4 separate regions of the Mus musculus genome follow, and all the other regions are linked to region 1. A link is a contact called in public HiChIP or PLAC-seq data. All regions are on one chromosome and are shown on one strand. Each heading gives the region's core, a stretch centred on a gene start, on an enhancer-like site or on the middle of the called end of the contact. The rest is flanking DNA. Distances are from core to core; before and after follow the strand shown.

Evidence for each region. HiChIP or PLAC-seq counts read pairs in DNA pulled down with a chosen protein or histone mark.
Region 2: a contact with region 1 is called in a FOXA1 HiChIP or PLAC-seq map of pancreatic cancer cells. The contact joins the enhancer-like site here to the promoter of Arf6 in region 1. A contact is called at or near these places in 2 of 39 promoter capture datasets (the C10 cell line and embryonic stem cells) and 7 of 115 datasets of contacts at active chromatin or transcription factors (bone marrow-derived macrophages, embryonic stem cells, epiblast stem cells and 3 more).
Region 3: a FOXA1 HiChIP or PLAC-seq map of pancreatic cancer cells shows a contact between it and region 1. The contact joins the promoter of 4930512B01Rik here to the promoter of Arf6 in region 1. A contact is called at or near these places in 5 of 39 promoter capture datasets (the C10 cell line, hippocampal neurons, liver and 1 more), 1 of 484 Hi-C or Micro-C datasets (pre-B cells), 3 of 115 datasets of contacts at active chromatin or transcription factors (embryonic forebrain, embryonic stem cells and pancreatic cancer cells) and 1 of 9 other capture datasets (adipose tissue).
Region 4: an H3K4me3 HiChIP or PLAC-seq map of bone marrow-derived macrophages shows a contact between it and region 1, with 5 times the contacts expected there. The contact joins the enhancer-like site here to the promoter of Arf6 in region 1. A contact is called at or near these places in 5 of 39 promoter capture datasets (the C10 cell line, hippocampal neurons, liver and 1 more), 2 of 15 datasets of contacts at CTCF or cohesin (the NIH/3T3 cell line and pro-B cells), 6 of 484 Hi-C or Micro-C datasets (B cells, CD4 T cells, bone marrow-derived macrophages and 3 more), 34 of 115 datasets of contacts at active chromatin or transcription factors (the 230-238 cell line, CD8 T cells, DN3 thymocytes and 24 more) and 2 of 9 other capture datasets (adipose tissue and liver).

The regions. Positions count from the first base shown.
Region 1 is chr12:69,370,866-69,373,699 of GRCm38.p6, forward strand. It overlaps Arf6 (ADP-ribosylation factor 6), which reads left to right and starts at 1,285. Exons shown (of 2, transcript NM_007481.3): 1 at 1,285-1,358; 2 at 1,459-2,834. The coding sequence starts at 1,929. The coding sequence ends at 2,456.
Region 2 is chr12:69,756,497-69,759,608 of GRCm38.p6, forward strand. Cdkl1 (cyclin-dependent kinase-like 1 (CDC2-related kinase)) reads right to left here. Exons shown (of 10, transcript NM_183294.2): 5 at 712-802; 6 at 1-150. Among named protein-coding and RNA genes, the nearest start is that of Mir681, 5.9 kb to the right of the region's middle. RefSeq lists an enhancer at 913-2,766. Within about 2 kb of position 1,540, at least 124 of the 459 cell types and tissues checked have an H3K27ac peak or open chromatin away from gene starts, as enhancers often do. A contact at or near this core is called in extraembryonic endoderm stem cells and pancreatic cancer cells, where this site is marked.
Region 3 is chr12:69,788,786-69,791,610 of GRCm38.p6, forward strand. 4930512B01Rik (RIKEN cDNA 4930512B01 gene) reads left to right here and starts at 1,559. Exons shown (of 8, transcript NR_033573.1): 1 at 1,559-1,666. Cdkl1 (cyclin-dependent kinase-like 1 (CDC2-related kinase)) reads right to left here and starts at 1,922. Exons shown (of 10, transcript NM_183294.2): 1 at 1,858-1,922; 2 at 1,202-1,479. The coding sequence starts at 1,369.
Region 4 is chr12:69,645,429-69,648,537 of GRCm38.p6, forward strand. It overlaps Sos2 (SOS Ras/Rho guanine nucleotide exchange factor 2), which reads right to left. Exons shown (of 23, transcript NM_001135559.1): 4 at 3,024-3,109. Among named protein-coding and RNA genes, the nearest start is that of Gm31679, 22 kb to the left of the region's middle. Within about 2 kb of position 1,258, at least 28 of the 459 cell types and tissues checked have an H3K27ac peak or open chromatin away from gene starts, as enhancers often do. A contact at or near this core is called in acute myeloid leukemia, bone marrow-derived macrophages and forebrain, where this site is marked.

The DNA.
Region 1 (2,834 bases), core at 35-2,534:
AAGCAGTAAGTTCCAGAGTTCGAATCTTCAGTCAAGTAAAAAGCCTGCTGTGGTTTCAAATACCTGTTGCTCCATTGGGTCACCCCTGTCCTGGGAGGTGGAGGCTGGAGAATAATTTCAGATAACCCTGAGCGACTGTGAGGCCAGTACTTGTTAAATAGAGTGGCACACTCTCTAGCCTAGACTGACCTAGAATTACAGCGACCCTCTCTGCCTCAGTCTCATCACTTCTGGTACAGGTGTGAGCTGTACCAGATGACTTCCTTTTTTTTTTTTTTTAATTATAAAATAAAAACAGTATATTATCATATGCTGTTGTAGCAACTTCCTTGAACTTAAGTTTTCTCCCCGTGTTTATTTTTATTAAAAATTTCACCTTACTTTAACCTTAACACTATCCGTTTAATACAAAAAGGTTTCCTGGTCCAGCAAGATGGCTTAGTAGGTAAAAGCGTCGGGCGCCAAGCTTGACTTGATACCTGGGACCCACATGAAGAAAGGGGAGAACTGACTTTGGTTGTCCTCTGACCTCTCTCCGTGCGTACGCACACTAAATGAAAAAAAGTATTTGAAAATAAGAACAAAACCCAAAGAGTTTCCTTATAGTACGTGGAGAGCAGAAGTCAATTCAAGGGAGTTGGTTCTCTCCTTCCTGGGGAACGAAGGCGGGTCCGCCCTCTCGGTGGCAGGCTTTACCCACAGTCATCTCGTCGGCCCTGATAGTCTGTTTCTTAAGAAATGCGGGCGGTTCAGACCAGACTTATAAAGAACGAGTTTAAACTTTCAAAGGCAGGGCTTAGGGGCAGACCCAACTCGAGTACAAAAAGTGCGGGCTACTTTGGCGGATTCTATGGAACACTGGCCTCCCACGTGTCTTCCAGGAAACTGAAGGAAGGCTGGGGAGAGCGGGAGGGGCTTCGCGCAGGGGGTCCGGGAGCGAGCCTGGGAAGCGTGGCTGGGGCGCCGGTCCTAAGGGCCGACGAAGCCCGCCCTCGGTGGATCCGTGCCCCGCCTTCGAGTGGCGGAGAAGGAGACCCGCGGAGACCCCGGGTAGAGCGACAGGTGGGCACACGGCCAGCCCCACGCCAGCAGGTTCCGCGAGGCGCCGGCGTTGAGCCCCGGGAGCCGCCGTAGCCCCGCCCCCCGGCGCGTGGCGCTCGTGACGTCGAGAGCGCGGGCCACTCTCCTTTCAGAGGTCGCGCTCTTCCGAACGGTCGGGCCGAGGCGCGCGTGCGCAGTTGGGAGGGGAAGTGAGGCGGTTTCCTCGGCGCCTTTTCCGGCAGCGGCGGCGGCGGCAGCAGAGCTAGGAGGAGGAGGTGGAGGCCGGAGGGAACCCGCGCTCGGGGCGGCGGCTGGAGGTAACCTCAAGGGCCGAGCCCGAAAGGCGGGCCGCGTCGGTCTGGGCGCCCCCTCGGAGGCCCGGCGGTAACTCCCTTCTCCCTCTCTGTGTCCCTGCAGGCGAGCACCCGCGAGTTCCCGCGAGGATCCATGACCTGACCGGGCGCCGAGCCGCGCTCGTCGTCGGGGTGGTGACCGGGGTCGGTGCCGAGTCCGGTGCTCGCAGGCCGGCAGGCCGGCCGCAGTTGGAGCCGGCGCGTGCCGAGGCGGCGGAGGAGCTGTCGGCGGCGCTTGCTCGCTCGCTCGTTCGCGCGGCGCCTGCGGGGGGGAAGGGCAGTTCCGGGCCGGCCGCGCCTCGCCTCGCCTCGCTTGAGCAGGGCGGCGGCTCTCCCGGCGCAGACGCAGGGCCCCGGCGGCGGGCGATGCCCGAGTGAGCGCAGGCCGGGCCCCTGCTCCCCTAGCCGGCAGCTTCGCGCAGGCCGCAGGGCGTCCTCGCAGCGGGGCGGCGACGTTTCGGGCTCGCGGCGGCGTTGTAGGCTTGAGGGGACCCGGGACACCTGAATGCCCCCGGCCCCGGCTCTTCCGACGCGATGGGGAAGGTGCTATCCAAGATCTTCGGGAACAAGGAAATGCGGATCCTCATGCTGGGCCTGGACGCAGCCGGCAAGACAACGATCCTGTACAAGTTGAAGCTGGGCCAATCGGTGACCACCATCCCCACGGTGGGCTTCAACGTGGAGACGGTGACTTACAAAAACGTCAAGTTCAACGTGTGGGATGTGGGCGGCCAGGACAAGATCCGGCCGCTCTGGCGGCATTACTACACCGGGACCCAGGGTCTGATCTTCGTGGTAGACTGCGCCGACCGCGACCGCATCGACGAGGCCCGCCAGGAGCTGCACCGCATTATCAATGACCGGGAGATGAGGGACGCCATCATCCTCATCTTCGCCAACAAGCAGGACCTGCCCGATGCCATGAAACCCCATGAGATCCAGGAGAAACTGGGCCTGACCCGGATTCGGGACAGGAACTGGTATGTGCAGCCCTCCTGTGCCACCTCCGGGGACGGACTCTATGAGGGGCTCACATGGTTAACCTCTAACTACAAATCCTAATGAGCGTCCTCCACCCAGCCCCCGGAAGGAGAGAAATCCAAAACCCATTCCTAGGATTATCGCCACCTCCATCACCTCTTTGAATTGCCACTCTCTTTTTGAATCTGAACTCTGGAGTTACTGTTCTACAGTTTAGTGGGGTTGGGGGTTTTCTTTGTTTCCTTTTTTTTTTTTTTTTCCCTCTTGGCTTTGCGTTAGGATGCTCTGATCTGACATTTGACACGAATACAGTGCTAGATGCCTTGTGACTTCCAGCAAACGGGGTGGGGTAATAGCAACTCTTGGTAAAGTCCTTTATAATAATGGTTTGATTTTTTTATTTCGAGAGAATCTTCCCCCCCATGTATGCTTTTTTTCCTTTTTGCCCAGGTTCTTATC
Region 2 (3,112 bases), core at 290-2,789, 390 kb after region 1:
ATAGAGGCACTCCGGACAGTAACTCAGCAAACACACAGCCAATTGCCCAGACATCTACAGGGGGACCATACTGCGTGTCTCCCACTAGCAGCTCGGGTGAGCGGTACCACCGGGTGGCCACGTAGTCCGTGTAGTAGTCACCTGGTCCAGCTGGCCGGTGCAGAAACGTGGAAAACAGATCAGTGGAAGCCCGGAGTCAAAACTGAGCAGGGAAAAACCTAAGAAATGAAGCTTTTCCGAATCACCATTCTCAGTGCTAGCTGCTGGTTGTCATCACTTGGCTGTAGGATGTTTTAAATTACTGATACTTGGGCTTCCTCCCGGCCCAATTAATCCGAACACTTGGAGAGGGCCCAAGGCTACCCGCATACTTTTTAAAAGTTCCTTGGGTGTTAATCTATAGCCAAGATTAAAAGGCATTCATCTGAAGTATTAATTCTGGTAAGTATTGTTTGGGGGGTTGGAGAAGGCAGGAGATTAGCAGGCTTTATAATAACTTTTGTGCTACAATTTACATATAGCATACATATCTAAATTGTTGTGTATTTATACATTTTTCAAGTTATATTTCATTACAAGATTTGGCAGGAACCGTAATTTGTTGCAAGATTATTCCCGGGGCAGAATACAAGAACCAGCTTTCTGTAGTATGGAAACCAGCTGTCCCAGCAAGAATGTTCCTTTTACATTGAAGAAGCCGTGGGTACTCACTGAGAAGCCGTGCGAACCCAAAGTCACAGAGCTTAATGGCTGACTGTTTGGTGATGAGAATATTTTCCGGCTTCACGTCTCTGTGTATGCACTGGTTAGAAACAAACAAACAAACAAAACAAAATGTCATGAAGGTGCAACTCTAATATCTGCCACGAGTAAAGGGCTGGAATATTTAGCAGATATTGGATATATCAGTTTAATCTGCCATTGACCTGTTGGATACTAAAACAGCAGACTAAAATAAACCTAGTTCCATACCTACAGACAGAATCATTTCAAATTCTTGAGTGGCCACAAAAACCAAGAAGTGTGATAGGAAAAATGACTGTCAAGAGCCAGACTCAGCAAATAAAAACACGTGAGATACCTAGTTACGTTTGGATTTCAGATAAACGACTTTTTTTTTCAGTGCTGGGCATCAGTCCAGAACCTTAGCCGAGCACGCCACCTGACCTCCACCTCCAACCCAACTAAAATGTTAAGTATATCTCAAACAGTCTGCATTAGAAAAAGGAACTTTATATTTAACTAGGCATCACCCCTAACCTGCCTGCTGTCTATGAAGGGGGAAAGGACCGAAAGGCTTTGAGGCTTCAGCCTGTGGCAAGAACGACAGACAGATTGGAGCAGAAGCCCGGTTCACTGGAAGGCGGCTTGCTCGCTCGGTAAACAAGACAAGCCCTGGGCCTGCTGAGATAAGCTGGGAGAGAGAGGGCTGGAAGCTCGTGTGCCTGCCAAAAGATCGCCCTTCCAGCTCTGACATTTGTCCTGACAAGATAAACAAGAGCTGGCTGCGGCCTCGCCGTCCGGGGTGCGTCGTGGTCGCTAGGTGTCAGCTCTGTCCCACAGCACAGAGGAGCCCAGCGGGAGACTCTTGCATCCTGCCTCACCCGCTGGTATCAAGCTACATTCTTTAAGAGGGTGAAGCCACTACCAAGAGGAGCGCTTGAGGACTCCCACGGGACTTTCTTATTAAATGACAATGTCTTTGATAGATAGACAGATAAATAAATAAATAAATAAATAAATAAAATCTCTTAAGTCAACAACTTTTAATCAACGGTTAACATTTAAAATTGAGTTGGGACAAAATATTACTCCGGGTTCTTTGTGACCCCTCCCTTTTCCCAAGGGTTTTCCTCTCTGCTGGGAAACGCTGGGTCTTTCTGCCGCCCCAGTGACTGTTGGCCTGGAGCCTGCAACTCTTGAGGGTTCCTTGACCCCAGAATCCGGAAAGAGGACAGAGGCTCTTCGTGGGCGCAGCAATTCCCACTCCAAGGGACTTTTAGGGCGAGAGAGCAACGTTAGTGTTTCCCATCAGCATTATTATTCTGGAAAAAAAAAATGGAGGCGGGGTGGGGTGGATAAATTACCTTATAACCTACCTATCTGGTTCTCAGTAATCGATGGCCCTGGGCTCTGAAGTCTTTCACCAGCCATTTTGCATTTTGCTATAAATAGGTCCTTCCATGAATGTCGTGATGACATATGGGCAGAAGGACTCAGAAACAAGAATGTGCTCCACCCCCCCCCCCTTTGTTTGGGAATTCTTTCCAAGCTCAGCACCCTCCCCCCATCAGCCCCCCCCCCCCCCAGCACGTGGAGCCCAGCAGCGTCTGCGGCTCTCCAGAGAGCTGTGGTATGCACTGTATTTATCTTCACTTTCCTCAGATCTCCCCCACCAGGGCTGGCTGGCGAGCTTTCTCGTTCTTTCTGCCCCCTCCTCTCCCCTTCCCTCTGTATCCTCCAGCCCCACTATCTGTCCTGCCACCCTTATGCTGAAACTTGTTTGTTGGGAAAGTGCTAATCACCGATCAAAGCGTCTAGCATCCACTCGTCCTGCCTTAAAATGACTGTTTTCACTGTAAGGAGTCAAACCCAAGGCTTCATGCAGGCAAGGCAAGAGGTCTAACCATGGAGCGACACTCCAGCTCTGATAAGGATTCTAGGCTTCCGATAATGAAAGCCAAAATAATGACTGTTCCCGTGTTTTCTCCTTGTAAGCAGCTTCAGGAAAACTTACTTGGGGCAAGCTCAGAGGGGATTTAACCCCTCGGGCCTGGGTGACCAATAACTGGAGTCCAGTGAAACTCTAAAATTCCCTTCTGGGATTTTGAGTGTTTTTAGTGGTTGGACTCTGATTCCACCCCCCCACACACACACCTTTTTCTTTTCTGCTATATTGATTAATTGGTTGGTTGATTGATCGCAGTACTGGGAATCAAACTCAAGGGCTCATTCATTCTGAGTACTTGACCACACAACTGGGAGCCAGCCCAGGAAGCTGGCTTCCATGTGTAGAAAGGGGGCAGCTCTGTGTGGGGTGAGAGAGGAGAGCAGATTTTTCAGCATCTATGAAGCCATGTCACATGGGCAGTCTCCTACAGTGGCTCCCCCC
Region 3 (2,825 bases), core at 309-2,808, 420 kb after region 1:
CAGAGGACAACTTGGGGGAATCGATTCTCTCCTATCATGTAGGACCAAGGGATCAAATTGAGGCTATCAGTTTGGTGGTGAGCACATTTATGCACTGAGCCATCTTTCTAGCCTATTATTATTATTATTATTATTACTATTATTATTGAGTAAATCAACCCATTGAAGACTGGGAATGTGCCTCGGTGAGAGAAGGTTTTGTTAATTTGATAAAGTCTCTGGGTTCAATCCTTAACACCACAAAGTAGTAATAATATTGACAATGATGATGCTAAATAAAGAGTAAGGCAGCTATCAGCTTCTACTGAGAAAGTGGACATGGTCAGTGGCTCACGAGAGCAGAGTGCAACACTGGCTGTGTGGAGGAGAGTAGGCAGAGGACCCCAGCTGGGAACCGGCACAAACATTTGAGTTCACCCCTTCTGAGAGCATCATCCACTCATACACTTGGCCAGGGTCTGGACAGAACACCGAGGCCACACTTTCTGAAGCACAGTTGATTCCCCATGGGAGCCATCCATGGCCTGCCTCATCCTGCAGTAGCAGCTGCATTGCCTCTGAGAAATTCAGAGAAGCCTCTTTCCAGAATAAGAGGGAACACACTTTTGTCTTGTAATGAACACCTTTGTCCAAGGACCTAAGCTTAGATTCCAACACTCACAATAAATGCTGCCCGAGGGCAGCTGTCCACCTGCAATCCCAGTACTAGATCCTGGAGAGCACTGGCTAGCAATCCTAGTGAGACACTGTATCCATATACAAGGGGGAAAATGGTTGAAGAAGATGGCTAGTGTTAACCTTTGGCTTCCAAATGCCACACACACACACACACACACACACACACACACACACACATTTATGCGCGCACACATGAACACACATATACAGATGCATATATAGCCCAAGAAAACAGGACAATGGGTTAAAAATACAAAATGAAAACAAGCTGGAAGCTCAAAACTCAAAAACTCTAGCAAAGTCGAGTTGTTTTAAATTCTGCTTCTTAGAGACCCGTGAAAAGACTGTCTGCAGTTGACGCCAAGAGAGCCCCACACCTCTCCTGTCCACCTTCTTACTCTTACATAATCCGTTCTCTGCGCACAGACTCTGATTTGTGCCATTGAAGACAAAGGCTGTGTGGGAAGAGGGCAGAGCCTCAGCCCAGAGCATCTATCTAGCACAGAAAAAGCAAATTAGCTACCTTGAGCATGCGGATTTCTCGAAGGGCGATTTTCTTTATGACAGGGTCATCTTCGGTTTCCAGAAACCTCTTGATGGCCACGATCTGACCCGTGTCCCTGTTTCTGCACTTGAACACTACCCCATAGGAGCCTTCTCCAATCTTTCCAATTTTTTCATATTTTTCCATTACAGAGGAGGAGCAAGTCTTCTTGAGAACGGATTTTCATATAGTTTTTAAAGGTCGTTTATGAACTGACCTCTCTCGAGCCTCATCAAGTAAGGGCTGTCGTCCGCGATCTAGAGAAAACAAGGCGCGAGTTAAAGAATAAGGATCAGCCAGGTGTGGACTCCACCCCCACCCAGCAATGACATCGCGGTCAAGGCTGGGAGTCTACAGGTGGCTGCCATGGGTGACCTAATTTCAGTTGTCTGTTTCATTCCCTCGAGCTAAAGATGTAGCCAGCATCCAAAAACGAGCCGAGCTGTAAGATAATCTATCTTTTTAACGTTATGGTTCATACGATCTAAGACACTTGAGCTGGCTGGAGCACCAGGAAGGCGAAGGGCTTCCCCGGTTCTAGTTTCGGGTCTCAATTCCCTCCGGAAGAGGACACCGGCTGGGCAACCGGGCCCGTGGGGACTGCGGGAACTGCAGGGACTGTGGGGACCTCCCACCCTGACTCCTGAGGCGCCTCTCGGCCCAGCTCTAGCACAGCAGCCTGCAGCTCGGCTGGGTGACTGCTGCGATCCCCATGGGAACCGCGCCGGTTGGGCGGGGCCGCCCTCCGCCCTGCTGTACCCGCAGCCACTTGGCCGGGTCCCTGACCCCGCGCTGCAGGTCCAGAGGGTTTAAATCGTGGAAATCACAGCATGGAGAGTTTGCAGGGAGAACGCCTGCTCCCAGGCTGTCCTAGCAGCCTGCTCGGGCTAGGGTGACCAGGTCCATACCTTATTACGTCCACTCCTTGGTGTCCGTTCCTCGCCTGTGAACCCCGGAGGACAGCAATTGCTCGGTGCTGCAGCTTCGAAAAATGAATGAGAGAGAGTGAGGCAATAGAGGGAGGCAGGATGGCCTTCCCTCCCATGTAGTGGGGTCTTGGCGGTGCAGAGCCTGCTTTGATTGCCTTGACTCTTTCCCCAATCACCTTCTTATTGAACCTGTTTCAGTACAGTGACAGTGGCAGTTGATGGATGCAGGAAATCTTGAAATAAGGATCGCACAGACAGCCTCTACATTTTGTCAGCCCTTCCATCCCCTATGCTAGGCGCCGAGGTGCTTGTGTGCTGGCGGCAGGGCTACAGCAGAGAAAACGCACGATGTGAAACCTGGCCAACCCGGGGCAAGGAACGTGCGATGCAAATGTACACAGAGCTCAAGAGGAAGCTGGGTCTGGGCATACCGAGCGTGACGGCTGCCTGGCAAAGGGTAGAGGTATAATGAGTTACTAGAATAGACTCGTGGTGGTCTGGGACCCTCCCCAGAAATCATGTGCAAATGTGAATGCCTACTCTTTTTGACTTTTGTCTTCTCGATAGCTTTGCCTTGCCCAGAATATCGCGTACATGGAAACATACAGTGCACAGCTTTTATTGAGTCAGATTCTCACTTCACAGAATACATCTGAGAGCCACACACATCTTGC
Region 4 (3,109 bases), core at 8-2,507, 270 kb after region 1:
AAAGTGGTATGTTTTAAACCTAGATGGAAGTCTTTAATTTGTTTAAAATCCTATTCTTTAGCCAGACAATGGTGGCTCATGCCTTTAATCCCAGCACTTGGGAGGCAGAGGCAGGCGGATCTCTGAGTTCGAGGCCAGCCTGGTCTACAAAGTGAGTTCCAGGAACAGCCAGGGCTACACAGAGAAACCCTGTCTCGAAAAACCAAAACCAACCAAACAAACAAAATCTTAATCTTTTTAGATATTTTTATTGGGCAATTTAAGTTTCTCAAACTTATCTATACTTTCAAAAGCTGGATAGGATAACTAAAATGAATTCGAGAATTTGATTTTTTAAAGTATCTTGATTGTGATAACTTTAGAAACAATATGAAAATTTCTGTGGTTAAATTTGAGTTATGCTGATAAATGTTTAAATCTATAGCATGAGTTGAAGAAATCAAAACCAAAGAGTATCTCAGTTAGAAAAGTCCTAAGGAATTCAGATGTCTGCCACCTGGAGTAAGCAGGGTGACAACGGACGGAAAAAGTTAAACTCAAACTGTCACTGAGGGCAGGTAACATCAAGGAGCGGCCATGTGGTAGTCAGTCACTACCATCCCTCAGGGACTGTTCCTGTCAGCTGTACTTTACTCTCAAAATCACTCAGAATGCGATGGGGTACTTCATACTATTCTTCTACCTTTTCTATCAGCTTAAGTCACTTTCAAAGTAATAAAAAGTATGTAAGCTTGATCTTAGAAGTCAATATAAAAATGACAAATTTCTACAATGAAATGAAAGTGGAAAAACTCAGTTTTTAAATTACAGAGTAATAGATCTCAACTACAGTTAAAAAAATAGTTTTTCCAAATAATACTGCAGCTTGGGAGTCTAACTCAGGCTATTTAAAGCTCTGCAAACACCAGTGTTCTCTAAAACTTCCTAGTGAGTCTCACGTGCAGCCAAGGCTGACAACCCCCAGTGTGTACTGGGCCAGGTGCTGATTACTGCCTCTGTACCCTGGATCCACTGGTACACTGTTTACGTCACACTGTCCTGAGTTCCTTGTCTGCGACATTCCATCTCCCACTAGCACACACACCCTTAACATGGGGGCTTCTGCTATCTTCCCCAGTGCTGTGCTTCCCTTGTTCAGGACCAAGCTCTTCCAACGGTGCTCAGAAGATGAGAAATAGGAGGAGGACAAAGAGCAAGGGAAGGAAGAGGAAGGAGGAACGGAAGACTGCCTGTTCCTCAAGCAGCCCTTAGGAACAGGAAGGATGACTCTGTAATCAGAAGAACGGCAACAGAGTAATCAGAGGGCAGGAGCTTTGTTCTGAGCGGTGCCCAGGTCCTACCAAACTGTCTTAAGATAGCAAAGCATGGTCTTCAAAGTTACTAATACTTAAAACTCCAGAAACAGCTCTGTGTGTTCCCTTTGTAAAAATAAAAGACTCGGGCATGTGTAATGGCTCATGTCTAGAAATCCCAGCCCTCCAGAGGCAGGAGGAGCTCATGACTGACACCAGACTAGGCAGCCTGAGTTATATAGTGATACCCTGTCATTAAAAAGCAGGAAAGGGAAATAACTGAATAAAATAAACATTACTTAAAACTACCTTTCACCAACTGATTGGATAGATCCCGACACCTCAACCCTCCTGTATACAAAGCCTCCTGATGGAAACGGAGAACTCTCCTCCCTGCCATGATGCTCAACTCTAGAAATTCCAGATTCTGCAAAACCAGTAATTTTCTGTCTTCCAGCATCAGGAATTACAAAAGTTACTAATATACTGCATGGCATGAATATACACCCCTTCAAGCCCAATAACTGGGAGGCAAAGGCAGGGGAACTTCTATGAATTCAAGATCAGCCTGGCCTACGAAACAAGTTTCAGGCCTGCTGGGGATGCATACTGAGACAATGGCTTTAAAACAAAAAGCAATAACTGGGGCTGGAGAGATGGCTCAGTGGTTAGGAACACTGACTGTTCTTCCAGAGGTCCTGAGTTCAACTCCCAGCACCCACATGGTGGCTCACAACCATCTGTAAAGTGATCAGGTGCCCTCTTCTGGTATGTCTGAAGTCAGCTACAGTGTACTTATATACATACATATACATAAATAATCCTTAAAAACAAAAAGGAGAAGAAAGAAAGGGAGCCCTCCATTAAAAAAAAAAAAGCAATAAGCTAGTTTCTTCATGTACTGAAAACCTGAGGCCCAGTGTGATGGTGCGTGCTGATGGTGCATGCTGATGGTGCATGCTGATGGTGCATGCTGATGGTGCATGCTGATGGTGCGTGCTGATGGTTGTAGCATATTAGAGCCTAAATCAGAAGGATTTTAAGGGTGGTCTCAGCTATACAGTGAGTTCAAGGCCAAGCTGGGCTACTCAGTGAAATGTGTCTCAAATAAGCAGAGCAAGGGAGATGCCTGAGCAAGTAAAGATGTGTGTTACCAAGCCTGGTCCCCTGATCCCTGGTGGATGGAGACAGGATGCCTGAGAGGTGTCACCAGCTTCCACAGGTGCACTGTGTGCGTGTGTAAAAACAATTCCCAAATAAATAGCATGGATAAATGTAAAGAAACCGAAGGCAGAGCTCAGTGGCAAAGCGCCTGTCAGGCACATGCAGAGCCCTGGTTCTGATTCCTAGACCACAGAAGGGACTATTTATATCATGTTTCTAGTACTAGCTTTTACTCTATGTGAAATGTGGGAATTTAAAATATAAAAGTCCTGATAACCTTAAAAAAAGAAACTACCTTCATCACCGCTAATTTTAAGAGAAAAACTAAGCCGGGGTGGTGTCGCACGCCTTTAATCCCAGCACTCAGGAGGCAGAGGCAGGCGGATTTCTGAGTTTGAGGCCAGCCTGGTCTACAAAGTGAGTTCCAGGACAGCCAGGGCAGCCTGGTCTATAAAGTGAGTTCCAGGACAGCCAGGGCTACACAGAGAAATCCTGTCTTGAAAAAAGAAAAAAGAAAAAGAAAAGAAAAACTAATGGCATATAGAGTCACTACTTTTTAACACTTACCTTATCTGCACACATGGACACTTTAATGTCTTGCTGAGATATTTCATAATGCCGGATATTAAAAACATAATTACCAGCCAATTTCA